Regions from separate parts of the Mus musculus genome. Here region 2 is linked to region 1. Evidence: chromatin contacts called from public Hi-C data. All regions are on one chromosome and are shown on one strand. Each heading gives the region's core, a stretch centred on a gene start, on an enhancer-like site or on the middle of the called end of the contact. The rest is flanking DNA. Distances are from core to core; before and after follow the strand shown. Region 1 overlaps Npas2 (neuronal PAS domain protein 2). Region 2 has its middle 16 kb from the start of Gm24826.

Region 1 (6,165 bases), core at 2,548-5,047:
ATCCACCCAAGTCACAAACCAGCACCTGCTCCGAGAATCGAATGTGATATCCGCCCAGGTACAGTACCCACTTCTGCTTCCTGTCCTTCCCACTAGGGTAGACACGCTCTTACAGCTAAGATGTACTTGGCTCCGGCAGATGTCAAATTCTAGAAACCTAAACGCCCTTCTCCGGACTAGGGAAAGAATACAGTGGTAGGCTTTTTCTTTAATTATTACTGTAAAGCCATTTTTGAAGGTTCAATTTGTATTCTCTCCTGCACTTTGTACTGGGAGAAGCGGCGCTGATGGTTAAAGCTAGATACTCGAACAGAGCAGAGTAAGGTCCTAAGCCCCTGCTTCTTGGACATCGCAGTACAGCGGGCAGATCGCTGCTTCTCTAGCAGCCTTCGCGTCCACACAGCTCCTAGGGCACCAGTGAGTATCTGTTCCCTGGGAGCATCAATGGAAGAGGAGTGTTGTGGACCTCACTGTGCTCCTTATCAGTACAGAATCCGGGAACTGGGTCATCTAGTGGACAGATAAATAAAGGCTTCCTCCAGATCCACAGGGGATAGCGTGAACCCACTCTTGGAGCCCAAAACTTGAGGAGATTCGATTCCCTTGCATTAAATGGTACAGCATTTACACAAGACGTGTGTGTTCCAATATAATTTATTTACTTACTCATTTAGTGACGCTGGGGGTTCAGACTCAGGACTTCTCCCATGCCGTGGAAGCACTGTACCCCGGTGCTACACTCCAGACCCCCTAATACTTTAATTCATTTTAGATGTTTGTTTGTTAATTTTATGTGTAGGGGTGTTTTACCTGCATGTATGTCTACGCGCTATGGGCCTGGTGCCCACAGAAGACACGAGAGGGTATCAGATACCCTGGACATGGATTTACAGGTGGTTGTGAGCCACCATGTAAGTGCTGGGAATTGCTCTTCCTCTGGAAGAGCAGCCAGTGCTCTTAAATGAGCCATCTCTTTAGCCCTCTAGATGATTTACACACCCCATACTGCACCAGTGCTGGGGAAATAGTTGTCATCTAGGGATGATGAGAACAGCTGTGAATGATCAATATGTGTCTTTTTCAAATACTTTTATTGGTTATTGAAATGATAAATCTGTGTAGCAGGAAGCTTAGTCCATCTTTATGCAAATTAAGAATTTGGCCTAAAAACATGGCCTTTTAATCTGACAAGGTCATCAAAACAAAACAAACATCTGAAGGCTGGGAGTAGCCCACGGGGCTCTGGAAAAGCAAACTGAGGCAGAGTTAATTCAGATACCAAAAGATGTTGTGAATGTCAAAATCTAAAACCTTGAGTTGTCATTGTAGGAACGGCCCATCAGTATCACAGACAAAACCAGAAAATCGGGGCCAGGCCACCCCCTCGTTCACTCGTGATTTGAGTCAGCAGATATTTGCTGAAGGCTCCCTGCATGGCCAGCACTGAGAGAACCGTGAATGGGAAAGAAAACCCTCAGCTCCAATGGGGAGAACAGAGGGGAAAAAATGTGTGCACATCAGAGAATGTCAGAGGGTGGGGTGGGAACGGTGCGCAGATGAGTTGAAGATTTAAGATGATCAGAAGAGGTCTCCCTGAGAGGACTGTATCTCAGCAAAGCCCACAGCGGGTGGTGAGAGTCAGCTGGATCAGCATCAAGTGGAGGAAAGATTGGCTGGCATGTGCAAAGGTCCTGAGGCCGACAGGTCCAGCGAGGAGCAGAAACAGCAAAGAGCTCTTGGTTTACTAAGTAAAATCCGTGAAGAAAAAAAAAATTAATCCTAGTTCAATGAATGGTTCAGTTCTGCTGAGAGCCTGGCACTGCCCATGAAAATTTAAGAATCTTCAAGGTGCTTACAATCCAATGGGGAAGATATTCAAAATAGAAACAATTCACTGCACAGCTGGTGGGTCCTAACTTAGAGGAGAGGCAAGAGTCAGCAGATAGGAATTCTATGAGGTTTCCTAGAGAGATGGTATGAGTTCTTCTCTCTCTCTCTCTCTCCCTCCCTCCTTCCCTCCCTCCCTCCCTCTCTCTCTCTCTCCCTCTCTCTCTCTCTCTCTCATGTTAAATGATATTCCAGGGTCCAAAGCCAATGAGAAGTTCCCAGCTGCTGCCTGCCAGCGGCCGTTCACTGAGCAGCCTGCCATCCCAGTTTAGCAGTACAGCTTCCGTGCTCCCGCCTGGCCTGAGCCTCACCACGATTGCTCCCACCCCTCAGGATGACAGCCAGTGCCAGCCCAGCCCTGACTTCGGCCATGATCGGCAGCTCAGGTATGATGCTAGGCTGTTGAAAGGACAGGAAGGGGTCACTTGCCCTTTCCCTTCATCTCTCCATTCTGCACAGCAAACGTCCAAGGCTTCCCAGTTGGTCTCAGCTGAGGAGGTAGCAAGGAAGACCTTGGGATCCTGAAGGTCATGGGCATGACCCATTGTGTGGCTCAATTGCCTTTGAGAGGCACAGTTTGGGTGCTGTTCTAGTTTCGTTTATGTTTCTGTAATAAAATCCTCTAACAAGCAGGAAATTGGGTGAAGACGGCATTTTATTCAGCTTACAATTTCAGGTTAATATTCATTATTGCGGGGAAAGTCAAGGCAGGAACTTCAAATATCGAGTCACATTACATCCACAGTCAAGAGCAAAGCAAAGTGCATGCTCGCTTTCCTCGCTTGTGCTCGGCTTGAGTACACTACCCTTACACATTTCACGAGCCCTGCCTAGAGAATGGTGCTGCCCACAGTGGGCCGGCCCTTCCTGCAGTGATTAAGACAGTCTCCCCCAGGATATGCCCACAGGCCAACACAGTAAGACAGTCTCTCATATGCCCATAGGCCAACACACAACACAGTATAGACAATCCCTCACTGAGACTATCTTCCAGGTGATTCCAGACTGTGTCAAGGTGACAGTGAGAACTGGCCATCTCAAGTCCTGACTACAATGTCTTGATCTCTCTCTCTCTCTCTCTCTCTCTCTCTCTCTCTCTCTCTCTCTCTCTCTCTCTCTCTCTCTCTCTCTCAAAGGCTGTTGCTGAGCCAGCCCATCCAGCCTATGATGCCTGGGTCCTGCGATGCCAGGCAGCCCTCAGAAGTCAGCAGAACTGGACGGCAAGTCAAGTAGGTGGGAATGGGGCGGACACCTGGGTGGAGTGGTCTGAGCCTGGCCCTTTCATTTTCTTAAAATGATGCTCCAGGAGCTGATGTTTCTGACAATAGTACTCCAAGCTTTCGGGTTCACTGTGGATGTTCTACAAAAAGCAGGATCAAGCCTTCAGAGGGGCTTTCCCTGTGCTTTCCTTTCACTGATGTTCATGTAAATAGATAAAAACCTGACCTCTACTCTTCCACACTCCAAACAGGAGCTGAGGGAGAGAGTGACACCTCCCAGGCTGTAGTCATCCTTGGGCTTTTTAAAAGATACAGATCCCAACGCCTTCATCCGAGCTAACATCCGAATAGACATGACCCCTTCGTCTTCCTTGGGGCTCGCTCCCTTCAGCTGGTTCTTTACAAATGGAATGCACTGGGATTCCCTGCCCCATGCCTCTGGCACTGTAACCCAAGACCAGGAGACGCACCAAATTTGACCTCCCTCCCCTCTCCAAGATACAGCCTCCTCCCACATTTCTGGCCCAGGGCATTTTCTGTTGTTATAACTGGGTAATCTATGAAGGTTTTCTATGCCTCCTGGTTCTAGATAATGGGAAGGCTAAGCAGATGGTACTGGCGTCTGTCCAGCATCTGGTGAGATCCTTCTTGCTGCATCATGACATGGGGGAAGGGAGAGCAGTGTTCTGAGTTCTCCTATTCTTTTTATAAAACCATTACTATCCTCATGGGGGCCCCACCCTAATGACCTCATCCAGTCCTGATTACTTCCCAAAGCCCCACCCAAAAATACCATAAACAAGGAGCTTGGAAGCTAGGTTGCCATCTAACACATGGGCTTTGGGGAACATACTCAAGCCAGAGTATCCCCCAGTCTCCCCCCAGTCTCTCTTCCTCCTATCCATACTGAGGGGTAGATATGCACAGCTTTAATTAGTATTGCACCGGGGTTACTGGAGACATGGGGTAAATCATTTAAATGCTGCTAGAAAGTAGGCTTTAAAAAAATAGCCTCTGGGTTTCTATTTTCCTCCTCTTTCAAGACAGGATTCTCTGGCCTTGGCCTTAGTGTGCTGGGATATCCGGTGGGTTCTCTACCACACCCAGCCTTTAGAAGGGAGGCTATCACATGATCCTTCTTGGTGTAAGCACTGTTTGAGTTTATCAGGACACTGCTAGCTAACGGAGCATGCTGTGCAAAGCCTCCCTGAGAATTCTTTCTCTGCCCGCTGCAGTCCGTAATAGCATAACTGAGCAGTTCCTAAGCTCGTGGGAGTACTTACGAAGATTCCCTTTTCTCCCAATAAAAAATCTATAGCTTAGGGATGCTTCCTTTCTCCCCTTCAGCCAGTGGAGAGTCTGGGCTTTAAGAGAATCAGGTCCAGAAGGCCACACGTTACCTGTGGCAGAGTCATGGGCTCAATGGCTCCAGAGCACAAAACCCCTTGGTTCTGGATCTTCAAGACAACTTGTTAGCCTAAGTTATCTCTAGGCTGAAAGGGGTCTCCTTTCTGTTGTCTCTGTCCTATTAATACTTGGCCTCCTCGCTTTGCCCCTGTTTGAGAACGCGCACAGTCATGGATCCTGTGGGAAGCCATCTTTAAAATCCCCTGCTTCTGTTCTCAATTAGGCAGGCGGGTTTGGATTTTGGTTTTGAATTTTGCTTGTTCTTCCTAAATGTTCCAAGTAAGTGGAAAGAAAGATGCTTGTTACCTCAGTTTCCAGAGATGCTTAATCCTGCTAGGAATGAGGCAAAACCCACAATATTTTCCCCACCAGCAGCTGTAACTGCTATTTTTGGTCAAACCAATCATTGCTATGCTACTGTCTCTTCCAGACATGACCTAACAGCTCTGTTCTCCAGAGGATATCAAGAGCTGTCTCTCATATACACACAGAGGTCTCTGTAGGGAAAGTCTGGAAGCCCCAAAGCCTGTTACAGATGACCTCATACAGGGAAATGCCATCACTAAAACACAAACCCAGAAGGGAATTCGCTATAATGTCTTTGAACATTACCCTGTTCTTCCAGACCTTCCCATAAAGACCATCTGTCTTAGTTAGGGTCTTACTGCTGTGAACAGACACCATGACCAATGCAAGTATTTTAAGGACAACATTTAATTGGGGCTGGCTTACAGGTTCAGAGGTTCAGTCCATTATCATCAAGGTGGGAACATGGCAGCATCCAGACAGGCATGGTGCAGATAGGATGAGGGTCTTAAAGTCCACACCCACAGTGACACACCTACTCCAACAAGGCCACACCTTCTAATAGTGTACCCCCTGGGCCAAGCATATACAAGCCATCACACCATCCATAGTTTCTTGATAATGGACCATGGTCAACATCTTATTGTGTTATTACTGCTATTGTAATAAAATATACATAATGTAACATTTGTTATATAACACATAATATATAACATCTGCCATCATAACCATTGAAGTACACAGTACAGCTGCATCCAGTGCATCTGAGGTGTTCCCCAACCTTCCATTTCCAGAGCTCCTCATCTCCCTAGACTGAAAGCGTACCCTAGCTCCAGCCCCTCCCCCAACAGCTCCTGAAAGTCACCATCCCTCTCTCTGCCTTTCCGTGACTTTGGCTATTTGAGCACCTTGTACAGTGTTTGCCCTTTAGTGTCTTCAGGTTTCCCTCCTAGCTTGTGTCAGTGCTAGGTGGTGCTGTGTTCCATTGTATGGGTGTGTTCATCAGTGGACCCTTGACTTCATTCTGCCTTCTGGCTATTATTGTGAATGATATTTCTATGGGTATGCAAATATCTATTTGAGCACATACATTTACTTCTTTTGAATATATAACCAGAAGTGGAATGCCTGGATCATACAGAAATTCTATTTTTGTTTCAATTTTTTTTTTAGTTAGCATATGAATTAATGGGATTTGTTGTGAAATCTCCTTACATCTGTGTGTTCTTATTCGTCCTCTAATTTCCCGGCCTGTCCTCCATCCACACCCTCTTGCTGGTTCATGTCCACTCCACCAAGTAGGTTCTGCATAGAAACTTTTTAGGATCATGCGATCCCATTTATC
Region 2 (6,165 bases), core at 1,625-4,124, 150 kb after region 1:
TTGTGGGATCTCTCCCATCCATGCTGGTACATCTACTGGTTATGGTCACCGTGCAGGGTTTTTTTTTTTTTTTTTTAAGCTAGACCCTGTGATTGGGTAGTGGCGGCTGCCTTCCGTACAGATATGCAGGACATGGCAAAGCACGCTCTAACCAGCCTCTCTAGGGTGAACACTGAGCAGGGAAATGGAATACAAAAGCAAAAGCAAGAGCAACTGTTGCTGCTGCCAGCTTCACAGGTGCCAGAGGAGACCTTTCCCCTTAGCAGCAGGCATTCTGTGTCATCCAGCATGTGATAGCCCAATCATGTTCTTTGAAAGAAGGAATGAAAACACAGAAAATTGCCTAAATAAAGAGACAAGATGGCTGAGGTCAAGGGTATTCTGTGATTTGCATCTAAATTGGAATGTCCTGATGCTACTAATTCCATCAGGGAATTAGTAATTTTAATTATGACCAAAACTGATCTCTGCAGAGGTGGAGAAAGGACCAGCCATATGGCACATCTTCATGTCTATCTCTTGCAGACATCTCTCCTCAGGCATTTACAGCCCTTTAGTGAAAGAGCTTGCTGTCTAAGATCCCCAAGGTCTGGAAAGGGAAGTTGAATACCTCATTTTGCTTGAGGTATTAGTGTTATATAGTAGTTATCTTTGGGTGGGTTAGAAAACCTTAGAATCTTTTCAGCCTGGACTATCTGTCTCTCTGGTCTGATTTGTATATTGTTAGCTCCCAGAGGAAAAGATCAAGAGTATCTGATGAGATAGAGATGGGATACAGGGGACCAGATACGGCACACATGACACCTGCTCTGATGATAACCCGAAGGTCAGAGCAACTCCCAGGCAGAAGAGCATGCAAAAGCCTTATCCCAGGTCATCCCCATTCTTACATTTTGTTGCCAGTGAGTACTTGTATCCAGAACTGACTTTCTCCAATCTTGCTTGTCCTGGCCCCTGTGTATGTTAAGAACAAAGAAATAACAAAGTGGCCTAACAAAGAGGAAGAAGAAAAGCAGTTACCCCACAAACCCACTGGATACATGAAGGCTGACTATATGAAGAGTTTTGTTTTATGTTGTGGCACTGGGACCACGCTCAGACTTGCTCCATAGCTATGGCCGACCTTGAACTCCTTCCTGGTTGCCTGCATCTGCCTTGTAAGTGCTGGGATTACAGGAGTGAGCCACCACACCTGACAAGCTTAAACCACTGCTTAATCATGTTAGACCAAACTGTCAGGCTTCACCCACCCTCTGGATAATGTGTAATTAGCAACAACATCTAGATGTATCCCATGGTTGTCACTAAATGTCTTTTTTTTTTTTTTTTTTTTTTTGTCATCCAAATAGATCCCCAAACCCTAACATTAGGATAGGCCAAAATGTAAGGGAAAAACAAAAACTTCCCCCACCTCACAAAATACTCTAGGTTCAACTTTCCCTAGCATGTTGCTGGCGAGCCAGACACAGGCTAGATTGAGAGCCAAGGACATTTCCGATTCTCCTGGGACAGGTGTTCTGAATTCTGTCTGGAATCAGTGAGTAGCACGTGGGAGCCTTTTCGTCCTGACCATCTCATAAATGACATTCTGGCAGGGCTGTTGGCAGTGTTGCTCCTGGACCCCAAGATCCTCACAGAAGCAGCACCTCACTCTACACCTCAGCGTTTCATGCTCCATCACGTCACTGACACCCAGTTAACCTCTGACTTGTTTACCCCGACTTTTGGAAAGATTTATCTTATTTTTAATTATGTGCATATGTGTCTAGGGCTGGGTATGCGTAAGTTGAGGAGCCTCAGAATTCCAGAGGAAGGTATGGGATGCCCTGGAGTTGCAGGCAGTTGTGTGGGTGCTGGGAACTGAACTCAGGTCCTCTGCATGGCTAGTACATGACTTAAGGCACTGTGCCATCTTTCCAGTCCTTTTCTCCTACTCAATATCTCAACCTTCTCCTCTCTCAACCATCATTTACAGTGTGGCTCTCATCATGGCTTACTTGAGCCTCCGACCTAGATGGCAGAGCTTGGACCTCTCACCCTAAATAGCAATGAGGCTACACCTTGCTCGGCTCTGTCCATGCCCACAACTTTCTGGGATCCATGTTCTGTGCTCAGATCACACTGGGAGGCAGAGTCTTGCGCACACCTTCCCAGGCCCTTGCTTTATCACCTTCGTATATCTGTTCCTCAGAGCTATGTTCGCTTGTGCCACCCTCAGCCCTTTATGCTCCCTATACCTGCCAGAATCCTACTTGTCCCCGGATTTATGGGACAGGAAAATTGCTTTCCTCGATGTCCTATAACTGTGCCATCTGACTGCACACCCATGCAGGTGCTGGGGACAGGCCTGTGTTCTGGTTACCCTTCCTGGCTGCCATTCCGGGGGTTTCATCAAGAATCATGGACATAGCAACCATGTCCCACGCATCCTGAGCCTCTTGCTTTTCCCATCTGATGCCATCTGAAAACCTTGAAAGTTCTGGCTCTGGCCCAGCTCTGTGTTTCCTTCAGTGCTGACGGCTCTTCTCTCAGCAAGTGCACAATCAAGGGACAAAGGACCTACAAAGGAGGAGTATTCTGTGTGGTAACTAAGGAGCCCTGGGCCCCAGTTCCTGTGTGGGGCGACTTTACTTCCGCACTCGGGCCTCAGTTCCCTCAGCTCCTTGTATACTCTGAGAAGTAGGAGAGAGAAAGAGCACTCAGATCTCACGGAAGGTTGGAAACATGGGGTGTTTTCCAGATGGGGGCTTTCCTGGCAAGAAGTTACCGCCCACTCAAGGGAGCATCCGCCGTCCCATCAAGCCTGCCCTCACACTGCATGTCTGGCACGGAACACACTGGACATGTCAGAAGAGATTTTCTTCCCACATCCGCAGAGTAGCTACTGGCTCGCCAAAGTCACTCAGCAGGTCTGTGGTGACAGAGGGGAACTGAGACCTGTTGCCTAAGGGGTCCTGCATAAAAAGGAAGATGTTGTAAGCTACACTGCTTGGGACTTGCTCTGGATGCTCCTGGTTTACCTTAGCAAAGGCTCGCCGACCAGGACTGGAGAAAAATGGAGCAAAAAGCCTTTTTCAAGGCTGTTCCCCCGCATTGCTGCAAGAGTCCTTTCTGGAGAGGTGCACACACACACACACACACACACACACACACACACACACACACACAGGCACACACACACATGCACGCGCGCACTTCTTCTGTTTAATAATAGCAAGAATCTTTAGTGATGTGAAACTGCCCATAGCCCACCCCCCTCCCAAACCTGGTGGTTCGACTGTGAATCCGACAAATAAACACCCAGAAGAAGAGCAGCTCAATTTTCCAGCCTGAGCTCCACCACTGTGGAGGGAAAAACGCACATTTCAAACGCACGTTACCAGCGTTAGCGCATCCTTTAGAAAGGATACCCAGGCCAGGTGTGGTGGCAAACACATGTCCAGCGCTCAGGAGACCAAGGCAGGCAGATCTCTGTGTCTCTTGGGTCAGCCTGCTCTACATATCCAGTTACCGGACAGCCAACAATGACAAAATACAAATGTTACTTTGAATGTCAAGCTACGAAGAATTTAGAGACTCCTAATACACGGAACTGCTGAATGCTTCTTTGGGACACAGAAATTATTTGATCATTAAATTGTGCGTGTGTGTGTGTGTGCGTGTGTGTGTGTGTGTGTGTGTGTGTGTGTGAACTTACCCAAAGAACCACGAAAGTAGTACAATTTTCTTTTCACTATTTTGTGGTACTTTGTGCATATTAGGGAAGCCCTCTGTGCTGAATTATCTCCTCAGCCCAGATATGTACAATGATCCTACACCAATTGAAAAATAAATTCAAAGGGCCCAAGAGGTAGGCCAGTGGTTAAGAGCACTTTCTGTTCTTCCAGAGGACTCACATTAAGAGGATATCTGACGCCCTCTTCTGGCCTACAGCAGGCACCAGGCACATGGCACACAGACATCCATCCATGAAGGTAAAACATCCACACACAAGAAATTAATTTTAATTTAATTAAATAAACTACATTTATATTTATATATAATTAGATAAAGTAAATGTATAAATAAAATACATTTTAAAATTAAAAATAAGTTATATAATTAAAATAAATAAGTTGACATTAATATGAAAATATTGTAAAGTAAACGTTATTTTGAATTTTAAAATGCTGTTTGTCTTTCCAGATGGATCAGTTTACATCTGTGTAGTTGGTGGTCAGGGAACGCTGAAGGTAACTGCAGCTGTCCCAGATGGGGGCTCTCTTTCAGCCCCTCAATCAGGCTTCAAAATGCTCTCAGTCTTCCATCTGGTTCTTTCACTGTGTGCCTAGACCCCTTTGCCATTCCCCACGGCAGCTGGGGCCTCCTTACAGGAGATGTTCAAACCTAGCCCACTTGGGGCTAGACATAGGAAGATGCCTAGACACACAGTGCTGCCTAGTGTGTTAAAATTCTCAAACTCAAGTGCTGGAGAGGCGGCTTATGGTAAAGTCTTGTTCCAGCATGAGGGGCTGAGTTCAGATCAGGAGCACCCTAGCCGGACTGGGCATCCGGCAACTGTAATCTCAGCACTGGGGAAGCTGAGATAGGAGACCCCTGAAGTTCCCTGGAGAGACAATCTAGCCAAACTGATGAGCCTTGGGGGTAGTCAGAGATGCTGTCTCCAAAAAACAAAACAATGTGGGAAAAGCTAAGGAGATGGCTCAGCAGTTAAGATCACTGGGTGCTCTTCCAGAAGACATGGGTTCAGTTCCCAGCACCCACATGACAGCTCACAACTGATTCTAACTCCAGTTCAAAGGGCTTTGGTACCTCCTTCTGACTTCTTCCAGTCCCAAGCACATACATGGTACACAGACATATGTGCAGGCAAGATACCCATACATATAAAATAGTAAAAGTTTCAAAACAATAAGGCCAAGAGTGAGGAGGATGCTTGCCCTGGACTACTGACCTACACACACACACACACACACACACACACATACCTATCTACATACAAATGAACAAGTATACAGGTACATGCACACAGAGATGTATGTACACACGAACAAATACACACAAACACACAGAGGGACAGAGACAGACAGACTTATCAAACCCACATCAGGGGATTGGTTAAATCTTCTGGGGAGAATGTAACACTCAGCCCCAGGCCCCTGCACTCTGATTTACCCCTAAGAAGCCCTGAACGCCTATCCCACTTGGCAACCTTGAGACAGCTGCCGTCACTCAGACGCTCCTTCCTTCCTGTCTCTTGAAAGTCTTAGATGGTATGTTTCATGGCCAGTTCAAGGTTAAGCGTGGGGTTGTCTTACCGTCCCACGCCTACTGCTCCGTTCTGTTTTAGAGGAAAACTATACGTGCCTGCTTCCCCCAGCAACCCAGCACAGCAGACCAGAGACGAGTGCAGAATCAGCATCTTTTAATGATTTTTTTTGCTGAAGTTGGCCTCCTCCAGGGCCTCTAATGGAGAATGTGTGTCTGCTTAGAGATTCGTAGGCTGTCCCCAAGGCGGCTCGGGTTCCTACCTGACCCTTTATCAGAGCTGCTCATCAGATACCATCCCTGGATTGATTTCAACTGGGGCTCTTTGGCGGAGGAAATGATCACAATGGAGCAGCCGAGGTTTCAGGAGCCCTGGGCTCCAGGAAAGACGCAGACTCAGAACTGAGAGCAATCCTGGATCTTACAGAGATTCTCAAACGTATTTGCAGGGCTGAGAAGTTTTTATTGGCTTCAAAGTATGAAGGGGGAGCCTAGGAAGTGGGATCAGTGGGTAAGGATGCCACCAAGACTGATGACAGCTTTGATCCCCGTGACCCACATAGTAGAAGAAACCTTCTTGAAAGCTGCCCTCTGACCCCCACATGTGTGCCGTTCATTACCCACACAGGATAAGTGTTTTTAAATTAAAAATATATATAAATAGAAAAGTGGCAACAAAGTAAAATCTTATTAATTTAATTTCTGTCGACAGAGGATGGAACCCAGGGGACCTCATTCCTTCTCGGCAAGCGTCCTACCACTGAGCTATACATCTACAACTTGATTAGTAATTGTTACATTTATTCTGATAGCAGATTATAAGATTTTCAGCATTTTTTAAATTGCAAAATGGCATTCTGTGTGGGTTGTTAACTGCTTGACAGCCGTCCCCTGTAT

The links. Hi-C and Micro-C count contacts between places; a contact is called where the count stands out from the background.
Region 2: a Hi-C map of bone marrow-derived macrophages shows a contact between it and region 1, with 42 read pairs. The contact joins two enhancer-like sites. A contact is called at or near these places in 2 of 39 promoter capture datasets (cranial neural crest and neural stem cells), 1 of 15 datasets of contacts at CTCF or cohesin (CD8 T cells), 9 of 484 Hi-C or Micro-C datasets (the 3T3-L1 cell line, CD4 T cells, the HPC-7 cell line and 6 more), 2 of 115 datasets of contacts at active chromatin or transcription factors (both in embryonic stem cells) and 4 of 9 other capture datasets (adipose tissue, embryonic stem cells, liver and 1 more).

What each region holds. Positions count from the first base shown.
Region 1 is chr1:39,345,409-39,351,573 of GRCm38.p6, forward strand. It overlaps Npas2 (neuronal PAS domain protein 2), which reads left to right. Exons shown (of 21, transcript NM_008719.2): 17 at 1-58; 18 at 2,083-2,273; 19 at 3,024-3,116. Among named protein-coding and RNA genes, the nearest start is that of Rpl31, 19 kb to the right of the region's middle. Within about 2 kb of position 3,798, at least 24 of the 459 cell types and tissues checked have an H3K27ac peak or open chromatin away from gene starts, as enhancers often do. A contact at or near this core is called in adipose tissue and bone marrow-derived macrophages, where this site is marked.
Region 2 is chr1:39,500,542-39,506,706 of GRCm38.p6, forward strand. No RefSeq gene overlaps it. Among named protein-coding and RNA genes, the nearest start is that of Gm24826, 16 kb to the right of the region's middle. Within about 2 kb of position 2,875, at least 74 of the 459 cell types and tissues checked have an H3K27ac peak or open chromatin away from gene starts, as enhancers often do. A contact at or near this core is called in adipose tissue and bone marrow-derived macrophages, where this site is marked.